3 separate regions of the Mus musculus genome follow, and regions 1 and 3 are each linked to region 2. The links are chromatin contacts, called in public promoter capture Hi-C maps. All regions are on one chromosome and are shown on one strand. The core of a region is the stretch at or near the end of the contact, and the rest is flanking DNA. Distances in the headings are between cores, read along the strand shown. Region 1 overlaps Map4 (microtubule-associated protein 4). Region 2 holds the start of Ccdc51 (coiled-coil domain containing 51). Region 3 has its middle 28 kb from the start of Fbxw24.

Region 1 (3,434 bases), core at 858-3,357, 900 kb after region 2:
GCAACAAGTGCTCTTAACCTCTGAGCCATTTCTGTAGCCCCGCCAACACAGTTCTTTTTAAATGTATATTGAGTGTTTTGCCTGCCAGTATATGTGTGCTGTGTGCATGCCTGGTGCCTGTAGAGGCCCGAAGAGGGTGCTAGATCCCCCGAACTGCTGTATAGTAAGGATGGTTCTAAGCTCCTATGTGGGAACTTTGAACCGAACCTAGATCTTTTGCAAAAGCACCAGGTGTTCTTAAACACTTAGTCATCACTCAGTCCCAAGAACCAGTATGTTTTAAGAAAAAGATTTATAGCCAATCAGTGTTGGTGCATTGATTTAATCCCAGCACTCAGGTGGCAGAAGCAGGTGGATCTCTACATTCAAGGCCAACATGATTTACAGAGCTAGTTCCAGGACTGCCCAGAAACCCTATATTAAATAACAACAACAAAACAAAGAAGAGAAATGAAAAGGATTTATTTTATCTTATTTTCATTTATGTTTATGTATTTGTATGAGTTATGCTATGTTTGGAGACCATAAGGTGCCTGGAGTTATTAGAAGCAGTTGTAAGCTGCCCTACATGGGTTCTGAGAACTGAATTTGGATTCTGTGCTATAGCAATAAGTGAATTTAGACAGTGGGTCATCTCTAACCACAAGTAAGTTACTTGGAATAGTTTTTAGGCATTATGGAAGAAGAGCTCTAAAGACTTATTGTTACTTTGGGTCTTAAGGTGTAGCCTATGCTGTTCTGGAGCTTTGGCTCTCCTGGTTCAGCTTTCTCTGTGTTGGGATTGTAAGCATGTTCCTCAAGGCCGATTTATTAACCCTCATCATTTGTGTTTGATTTTACTTTTTTTTTGGGTGCTCAAAGTCGAGGTATACACCTTGAGTTTGTGTTTTGTTTTTGGAGCAGGCTTGGTTAGGTTCTCACTTGTTTGATTGTAGGCTCGGGCCAATCAAGGGAAGTTTAAAGCATTGTCCTCATATCTAGATATAGAGGGGGCAGCTGAATGAGCTATGCGTGTAATAGAACAGTAGTTGACTTTATTTCCTTTAATTCTTAAATGACCACCCTGTCTTTAACTAAAAAGTGAGCGGTAAACCATGCATTGTCATCCACACCTATGAGATCCTAGCTTGATAAAGAAATTAAGGTGGTTACATAGGCTTTTCAAGGATAACCTGGGCTACAAGAAACCTCATCTCAAAACATAAAATGAGATTAGTTGATGAAAAGGAAAGTTGCTTTTTTCCCTATGTACAATTTTTTTTAAATAAACATGATGGCACCAGCGCCCCCTAAGAATCCTTTTCTGTTAAAGCGAGGAATGCATTTCTTTTTTTTCTTTTTTGTTTGTTTGTTTGTTTGTTTTTCGAGACAGGGTTTCTCTGTGTGGCCCTGGCTGTCCTGGAACTCACTCTGTAGACCAGGCTGGCTTCGAACTCAGAAATCCGCCTGCCTCTGCCTCCCGAGTGCTGGGATTAAAGGCGTGCGCCATCATGTCCGGCCTGAGGGATGCATTTCATGAGTGGGTGCAGTGGCTTGCTTGTTGTCTACTGCGTTTGAAATTGTTTCCAGATGTATTGCTCTTCCCTGATTACTCCTAAACTGCCCAATGCCTAGGAGTTTATTATCAGTACTCTGTGCCTCGCCCTTGCATGCCTTTCAAATAGCAGTAACAGATTCTGTGGCTGTCTTATGCTAGTGAGTACCTTACTCATTGTTGGCTTCCACAAGCAGTTAGCAAGTTTGTGGGCAGTTCGCTTAAGACTTTATTCTGTGTCCCATTTGTAAGATAGAAATTAAGACTAAGTTCTTTGAGGCTAGCATTTTTGTAGAATAAAAAGTTAGGTGGTGGTACATGCCTTTTATCCCAGCATTTGGAAGGCAGGTGGATCCAACCTAGCCTGGTCTACATAAAAAATATAAGGAAATTAGTCTAGGATAGCGCTCCTCAAGGATGAGCCTTGGTCCAGCGTTTTCAGGTCATGTGCAGAGTACAGAGGATAGGTTAGAGGATGTCAGTCAGTCTGGACAGACTAGTGGACAGACTGCATGTGACTTGGCCTTAATGAAATAGTGCAGTCTGCCAAATTTGCCACAAGAGGGTGATGTTGGCAAGAGTCTGGCTGCGCTGAGCCTGTGCTCAGTCTTTCTGCTTGGCCTGAAGCTTTCTCCTGGCTCACAGCACAGCTGCCACTCGGCTCCTTAACCCTTTCCTTTTTGTTTTTTGTTTTGCTTTTTTTTGAGGCAGGGCTTCTCTGTGTAGCCCTGGCTGTCCTCAATTATAGCTATTTTCTTTTTTCTCTCTTTGTGTGGGTTTTTCTCTTGTCTTCTAACAATATCTTTTCTGACTCAGCTCAGCTTCTCCTGGCTCAACTGTCACCTTCTCAATTATCACCTTTCACTGTTTTTGACTTTACTCTTCTGCCACCTGAACTGTACTTACTCTGCCCTACTCTTCTCTGACCCTAGTCCAATCCTCCTCTAATGCTCTACCGCGCTCTGTCTCTGCTGACTTGGCTCTGCTCTGCTCTGCTCTTCTCTTCTCTTCTCTTCTCTTCTCTTCTCTTCTCTTCTCTTCTCTTCTTTCTTTCTTTCTTTTTTTTTAATTTAAGTTTTTAAATTTATGTATGTGAGTATATTATCGCTGTCGTCAGACACACCAGGAGAGAGCATCAGATCCCATTACAGATGGTTGTGAGACACTATGTGGTTGCTGGGAATTGAGCTCAGGACCCCTGGAAGAACAGTCATGCTCTAGCCCTTCTGTTGCCTTTTTATATCCATTTCTTTTCTTTCTTTCTGTTTTTGTTTTGTTTTGTTTTGTTTTGTTTTTCGAGACAGGGTTTCTCTGTATAGCCCTGACTGTCCTGGAACTCACTCAGTAGACCAGGTTGGCCTCGAACTTAGAAATCCGCCTGTCCCCGCTTCCCGAGTGCTGGGATTAAAGGCGTGCGCCACCACGTCTGGCTAACTTGAGTATTTCTTGAACCATTTATAATCCTGGACTGTCTTATCTTCTAGCATCTTATTTTCTGGAGTTCCTTGTCAAAGTCTCTTAATCTCTCTTCCCTCAGTTCTGTGAACCTTTGGCTTACTTATAGTTCTGACTTGGGCATGCAGGATGTGGTATTCAGCAGTCTGTCTTAAAATTCTTCACATAGGCCTATTGTTGCTCTGCATTGTAGATGGCCTCTGTATTGCTGTAGACCAAAGTCCTGCTCATAGACCTTTCAGTGGTTAAGGATCGAAGATCTCTTGACCAGGATTTTTTGGCTCGAAGGCAAAGGCAGTGACTGGTCAGGTTATCTTCTCAGAAGATCTCCCGATCAACTCTTAGCTTTGTTTGATGTTATCACAGCTTTTTGTTTCCTATAGAAAGATAAACAAATCCATGTCCCCAATGCAAGATATTCTTGGATTCCGTTCTGATGTTAATA
Region 2 (3,496 bases), core at 731-3,230:
ACATTTGCATACACATGATATCTCAGGGACCGGATCCAATTGTGGAGCCAGCACTTACTCATGCTTCATCTCACCCCCATGCACATGGCTTGAAGTGAATGTAACACAACACTTCCAGGGCCTCTGCACTTGACTGTAATGCATCATCCAACACCAGGAGTTTGCTTCTGGTGTTAGCTCTCAGATCTGGGACACTTTGGATTTGCAGATTATAAACACTTTGTCTGTACAGGATTTAACCAAGGTCTGACCTCCTTATACATAATCGCAGATTAAAGGTGCCAGATAACTGACCTCATTTTAAAAAGCAATCACAACAGCTACAATTACATTGCTATGTGGATAAACAACAGATCGAACCCAATGCAATAGGTCTTGGGGTGACAGTTCCAGTATCTATGTGACACTGATAACAGGCAGAAATAATTGCTAGTTAGAAAATGCAAAATAGTGCTTTTACAATGCACACAAAGTCAGGCTGGTTGCACAGACTCTAATCTTGGCTATCTAGGTGAAGGCAGGAGAATCTAAAATTCAAGGCCAGCCTCAGAAACTTTTTTTTGGCAGGGTTTCTCTGTGTAGCCCTGGCTGTCCTCGAACTCAGAAATCCCCCTGCCTCTGCCTCCCAAGTGCTGGGATTAAAGATGTGAGCCACCACTGCCCAAATGGTAGAGAACTTGTCTATCAATTTAAAAAACAACAACAAAGGTTAGAGAGATGGCTCAGCATTTAAGAGTACTGGCTGCTCTTCCAGGGGATCTGGGTTCAATTCCCAGTTCACAACTGTCTGTAACTACAGTCCCAGGAGACCTTTGTCTGGTCTTCCAGGGCACTGCACACACATGGTACACAGATATGCATGCATAAAAAACACCTATATGCTTAAATACAAAAATTAAAACTTTTCTTAATGAGATATTAGGACTCCTGGACCTGTGATTCACTCTCAAGAGAAAAAATCGTGGGCAAGGCACAGAGAGAGCATGGAGCGTAGGCTACAGCTCAAGAGGGAGGGTTTGCTTTGCACAAATGAGTGTGCTCCCCAGCATAGCCACAAAACAAAATAGTACCCAGAGCGAAATACATGCTAAGGAGCCTGGACTTTTATCCTCTAGTCTAGATAGCACGACTCAGTATCATTACTGATAACACGACCAGCAAGTAAAAAAAGTCCTATGTTCTAAGGTTAACAACCTATAAAGTGAATTGCTAGTTTGTAACCAGAAACAGGAGGATACTCAGAAACTTAGCTATATGTGTCTGTGCGGCGTACATGTTGGTGTTTCCACTTCTGTAGCTTCTCCATGAACTGGAAGCCCATGACTGTCTTGAGAGGCAACGTTTCCACTCCCGCCCTCTTCGAACTGCACAAACCCAAGGCAGGGGGCTTGGCCAGAGTGTACACCAGACCCAGTAGTTCACCAACGACCCCCGGAACAGACCTGTCCTGCCCTAGTATACCTACAATAGCTCGATCTTCACTTACCCAGGGGGCCCTTCCCGGCGGCCTTGGCTTTTAGCTCTTCGAGTTTCTTCTGTTCCTCCTTTTGTTTCTGCTTGAAAGCCTTATCTTCCTGCAGAGAGGCAAAGCAGGTTCACTCCAGTCCAGTCGCCCATACCCTCAGCGCCCGCCCGGCCTCCGCTCCCGTCCTCACCTCGTCCATCTCCTTGGCCTGCTTCTTGGGCTGTTTCAGGGGCTTCTTTTTGCCACCTGTGGGCGACACGAGCATGCTCGGCCCATCCCCGCCATCGATCGCCCTCCCATGGTTCCCCATCCATCCGTCCCACCCCCGATCTCCAAATAGCCTTACCTTCCCGGCCCGACATGGCGCCTCCAGCCCCTTCACCAGCCCCTGATCGTATGCCGGAAACAGGACTTACAGCCTTCGCTTATGCCGCACCTATGCGTGGCCCCTGATTGGCTGCTAGGCAGGAAGTCACCCTCACGTATTTTAAAGGATGCCTTCAGGGGCGGGTGCTGACCGGTCAGGGGTCAATTGAGTGGCAGACGCGGGGCTTTCTGCTGGAGCCTAATAGGCTTAGGCAATTCAGGTACGGGGCGGAAGGCTCCTTCTGCCTGGGTTTATCCGAAACCGTGGGAGTGGGGGATGGTGTCTGCCTATAAAGCTTGTAATCCGGCACAGAAAGAAAGCATTGCAGGTGGAGGGGAGGGTACATGCAAGTGCCTTTCCGGAACCGAGGAAAGCTCAAGTGGCGGGCACGAGATGGGATAGGAGATGGCAGAAGTGGGTAGTGGCCAATTATCACCCAGTCCTCAGCTTCAGAAGCCGCGGGAAAAAGTTCGGACTTATTGAAACAATGAGTGCAAGTGTTTGCAAATTCTTTCTTCTAGTTCGTTTTTTTGAGTATGTACTTTGTATAGATACATTGTATTCTGGACTGAGGCTTGAGGAACGCTGACATTGTAGCAAGACAAACCTACCGCAGAGCAAATAAGTAAAATACGCATCACACCTTATGTGACCTGTGTGGGGAGGAAAAAAAAAAAAAGCAGAGAAAGTGGTTAAGGAATGCTCCCTTGGTGGGATGTCATTTTTGCTAGGGTAGTTAAAAAAGACTTCTCCAGGGGCTCTCTGAGCAGGACTTTAGGAAGGCCAGGGAGACAACTGTGAACAGGGAAGAGCTAGGCAGTGCCAAGGCCCTGAGTGGAAGACGGCCTTGTGTGTTCCAGTCCTTCATATGATTGGAAGGAGTGAGAAAGCAGTCGAAAATGGAGAGACAATGAGAGTCAGATCCCCTGAAGCTGTGGAGAAGGCGTTGACTTTTGCCCTGAAGAAACTGCGGGACTGTTGAAGGCTGTTGAGATGGAATGGAGATGAGTGAGGGGTAGTCCAGCCATGGCATGCTAGCCAGCGAGACCACTTTGTATACCTGACAGAGATGGGGGTTGGGGAGACTCCTAGGCTTAGAAAGTCAGCAGGATTTTGCTAATAGATTGGATTTGAGTTAGGAGAGAAAACAAGAGGGATTAATTAGGGTGATGTGAGTTTGTCAGCCTAGCATTTGTACCTGAGTTCCCATTAACCACAGTAGCAGGAAAGATGGATTACTATTACGTTTCAAGCAGTGATACAGTTAGATAATATAAAATCCTGAAGAGATGCTTCAGCTGAAGAAGTGACGGAGGGGTGTGTGTGTGTGTGTGTGTGTGTGTGTGTGTGTGTTTGCTTGCTTGAATGAATGTGTGCAATAAAGGCTTGAACCTAGGGCCTCACTCATGTTAGGTAAGTGCTGTATAATTGAACTATATGCCCAGTTTTTGAGGGAAAAATCTAGTTATGAGTGTGTGAATGTATGTGTATATGAGAGAGTGAAAGAAAGACCCCAGAGGCCAGAGCCATCGGGTACCCCAGAGCAGGAGTTACAGGTAGTTGTGACTTGCCTAGTGTGGCTAAGTGCTAGGAGTCAAACTAATTTATATGCCCTCTTAGCCTCTGAACCATCTCTCCAGCCCAGTTATTATTTTTTTTAATAA
Region 3 (3,478 bases), core at 105-2,604, 510 kb after region 2:
CTCTTAGCAATATTAGAAATTTCTAATCATACCCAATAACTTATAAGTCAACACTTTATAACCAAGACATGCCGAACATATTTATACCTTTAAAACCACTCAGAAACAAAAATGAAGTAGTACACACATCTTTTATATTTAGACCAAACAAAATTTTCTCATCCTTTCTAGCTGTAATTTCAAGGGAAAAACACCCTGTCTCCAGCTGAGCTTGACTCCCAGTTATCATGCAGGATAACTTATTAGTTTCTGCTCTGCAAATTAAGACTGCATTCTAAACAAGTTAGATTAAATCGAGGGGTGGATAGCCAGAGATAAAGTTTTAACCATTTTTCCTTTTCAACATGAAACATAGAACAACAATCATTCAAATTATGAAATGAAAATAGACATAAATTGACACACATGGACAGATTGGTGCACCAAGGGCAGACAATAAACAGAGAGAGAAGAGAATTTCGTGTCCCAAAGGGACCTAGATTTAACCAGGACTAAGGATATCTCCAGTAGGAGCCAGAGAGGAAGCTGGATAGCAATTTCCAACTGTCACTAGGAGAGTTCTGAAATAGCTTATGTACATTTTGCTAACAGGTCCTGGACTGGGGAAACCTATTCTCTCTCTTTATTTATCTCTCTTTCTTTCTACTTCTCTGAGACACTCAGTGCATAAATTCAATTGAGCTAAGAATTTTTCTAACATCTGTTTTTTACAAACCTTGCTCCTCTCTCCTGATGGAGCTCTTGGCTACAGATATATCCCTATATAAAATTCCCCTGTCCAATGCGCTTTCGCCCCTGGGTGAAATCAGCATCTGGTCAGCATCACTCCAGCCTCGCTGTATCCTGCTTAAATGCATGACCTGCAACAACAGCCTCCAAAAAATAAACTTTATATCTAGTGCTACCATTAATGCTGTTTGTTTCTTAGTGTGCAGGATACCGTTACTTTTCCTCTGTTTTCTCTGGACCTCTACCCAAGACAGCATTTCTCAGTGGGTCAACCCATTTTAGACCCCTTGTTCCAGCATCACCTGTATATTTCCAATGCCCATGGAAAACTGGGTTTACCTGAATGGGGTTCTGGAAATGGAAAAAGATAGTGTGTGTGAGAAGGATAGAGCCAAAAGAAGGATCTGATCAAAACTCAAAATTCAATTCTGCAGCTCCAGCTCATAAAGGAAAGACCACAAAACCCATCCTTTGTTTCAGCTGGATTGTGTTGCAAAGCAACCTTAGCTGGCCAGTCAATTCCCTCTAAGTTCCTAAAGGAAATGGCAGGTGCAGCAAGGCAGACAACTCCACTTAGGTCATAAAATCCATTGTTCTAAGCATTCAAGTTCTGTTTTCACTACTCAAGGATGGGGGAATGTAGGGCAGCAGGCATGGGGGAATAAAGGGAGAGGGAGGAAATAGGAGTCCCCTCAGAGTTCTGGTGCTCTGGGCAGGCAGAATAGGGAGAACTGCCATAAGCTTTCCACTGGGCCCCAGGTGGGTGTCTGCCTGTGGGAAGCCATAGAACTCAGCCTGCCAGGGCTGGGTGTAGAAAAAGGGCAGGCATTCTGAAGTCTCTGGGCCTCAATGAGTCCAGAGATAACAGGTTCTCAGTCTTAGGCATCCCAAACAGAATTTGATACCTTGGAAATGCTGAGAACAAAGTGGGAGCCCTGAGGGTGGCTCAGCCAGCCTCATGGTCAAAGGAAGGAGGCAGGGGAATAAGGGGCACTGGGTGTTTCCCATGCAGGCAAGAATCCTTGGTACAGTCCATGGAGGAGGAAGGGCACAGGAAGGCCTTCAAGAAAGTTAGACATGGCTCTTCAGGGGAAATCCTACCCCATCATTCAAGCACATCAGGCCATGATGAGCAGAGACAGTCTACTGTTTTAGATCTCTATTGTAGAAAGGCAGGGAGAAAGAGAGAAAGGAGAGAGAGAGAGAGAGAGAGAGAGAGAGAGAGAGAGAGAGAGAGAGAGAGAGAGAGAGAGAGAGAGGCTGACCATGGCCAAGTGGAGAGAAGAGGGGGAAGAGACGAGAAAGGAGAGCTAGAAATGAGAGTAAGAAAGGTGAGAGTCTAAGAGAGAGAGAGGAAGGGCCAAGCAACTCTAGTTCCTTTTCTAGTGGGCTGGGCTACAGTCTTGTTGCCAGGTAACTGTGGAGAGGACCATATCAGGCCTCATACTCAGGTAACTATGAGGGTGGAGTCAAGCTAGAATGCCAGGAGCTTGGGGCTTTGTCTGAATGACTGACAGTGACAGAATTATGGTGTTGGTGACTCTGTGGTATCAGACACCTCCCTGGGAACGTGGCTCACTGTCCCATCCCTTGTAAAATTTTCAACTGGGTCTCAAGAGCAAGCCTCTTTCAACCAAACCAGGCTGCTTTTCAGGGCCCCACAGGGGAATGGCACAAACTCTGAAAATCATTAAGAAATTATTTAAAATTCTATGAACAAATTGTCTCTGTTTTGCCTGCTTTCTTAATTTATTAATATTTTCATTCCTCAACTCAGAAAAGTCTCTTCTGTTTGGCAATATTGCCTTATTTACTTGAGAAAGGGTTTTGTCACACAGTCTAAGCTACCTTGAGCTCCCTGTGGTCAGGCTCAGCCTCCTTAGTGCTGGGTCTCCAGTCATAAACTCCCCTTACCTAGAGAGTCAGTCAGTCAGGGAGCTTCTTTTGCATGTATGTATGCATGCTTTGCCTGAATGTGTACCAAAAGCATGTAGTTTCATCAGAGGCCAAAGAGGGCGATGAATCCTTGGAACTGGATTGTCAGTTGTGAACTGTCCTGTGGGTGCTGGGAATCGAACCATGGTCCTCTGGAAGAGAAGCTCTTGTCTTAACTGCCAAGCCTCGTCTCTAGTCCTTTGGTTTTATTTCTTTTGAGAGGTGGTGTCATGTACCCCAGCTTAGCCTTGAGCTCACCATATGATTGAGGATCCATTTACTTTGGCCACTCAAGTGGCTTAGCTATGGGGTTTCTTTCTGCGTGATTCTGTGTGATTTGCACGTGTGTGCATGTGTGGTAATCTGAAAGAGAATGAGTCCCATAAGCTTGGCCAATAGTTGGTGGAACTATTTTGGAAGGATTAGGAGGTGTGGTTCTGTTGGAGGGGTTGTGTCACTGTGGATAGTCTTTGAGTTTTAAAAAGACTTGTCATTCCCATGGTGTCTCTTTGCTTTCTATGTGCAGATCAATATGTGCACTCTCCACTGTTCCTGCCTCCATGCCTTTGCTCTACCCTATTGACTCTAATCCTTTTAAACCATAAGCTCAATTAACTTTAATTTTCCATGTTAACATTTTCTTTATTTTTATTTTTATTTTATTTTATTTTTTGGTTTTTCGAGTCAGGGTTTCTCTGTATAGCCCTGGCTGTCCTGGAACTCACTTTGTAGACCAGGCTGGCCTTGAACTCAGAAATCCGCCTGCCTCTGCCTCCTGAGTGCTGGGATTAAAGGTGTGTGCCACCACGCCCAG

Evidence for each region. Promoter capture Hi-C pulls out the DNA fragments that hold promoters and counts their contacts.
Region 1: a promoter capture Hi-C map of embryonic stem cells shows a contact between it and region 2, with 4 times the contacts expected there. The contact joins the enhancer-like site here to the promoter of Ccdc51 in region 2. A contact is called at or near these places in 4 of 39 promoter capture datasets (the 3T3-L1 cell line, 3T3-L1-derived adipocytes, embryonic stem cells and 1 more) and 7 of 115 datasets of contacts at active chromatin or transcription factors (astrocytes, embryonic forebrain, embryonic stem cells and 3 more).
Region 3: a contact with region 2 is called in a promoter capture Hi-C map of embryonic stem cells, with 3 times the contacts expected there. The contact joins the enhancer-like site here to the promoter of Ccdc51 in region 2. A contact is called at or near these places in 4 of 39 promoter capture datasets (the 3T3-L1 cell line, embryonic stem cells, hippocampal neurons and 1 more), 1 of 15 datasets of contacts at CTCF or cohesin (stem cell-derived epiblast-like cells), 8 of 484 Hi-C or Micro-C datasets (cardiomyocytes, cerebral cortex, cortical neurons and 4 more) and 6 of 115 datasets of contacts at active chromatin or transcription factors (astrocytes, embryonic stem cells, epiblast stem cells and 1 more).

What each region holds. Positions count from the first base shown.
Region 1 is chr9:109,983,539-109,986,972 of GRCm38.p6, forward strand. The region is part of intron 2 of Map4 (microtubule-associated protein 4); the gene reads left to right. Among named protein-coding and RNA genes, the nearest start is that of Map4, 53 kb to the left of the region's middle. Within about 2 kb of position 2,108, at least 51 of the 459 cell types and tissues checked have an H3K27ac peak or open chromatin away from gene starts, as enhancers often do. A contact at or near this core is called in embryonic stem cells, where this site is marked.
Region 2 is chr9:109,080,516-109,084,011 of GRCm38.p6, forward strand. Ccdc51 (coiled-coil domain containing 51) reads left to right here and starts at 1,981. Exons shown (of 4, transcript NM_025689.4): 1 at 1,981-2,052. Tma7 (translational machinery associated 7) reads right to left here and starts at 1,866. Exons shown (of 4, transcript NM_183250.2): 1 at 1,812-1,866; 2 at 1,656-1,711; 3 at 1,487-1,574. The coding sequence starts at 1,827.
Region 3 is chr9:109,596,102-109,599,579 of GRCm38.p6, forward strand. No RefSeq gene overlaps it. Among named protein-coding and RNA genes, the nearest start is that of Fbxw24, 28 kb to the right of the region's middle. Within about 2 kb of position 1,355, at least 5 of the 459 cell types and tissues checked have an H3K27ac peak or open chromatin away from gene starts, as enhancers often do. A contact at or near this core is called in embryonic stem cells, where this site is marked.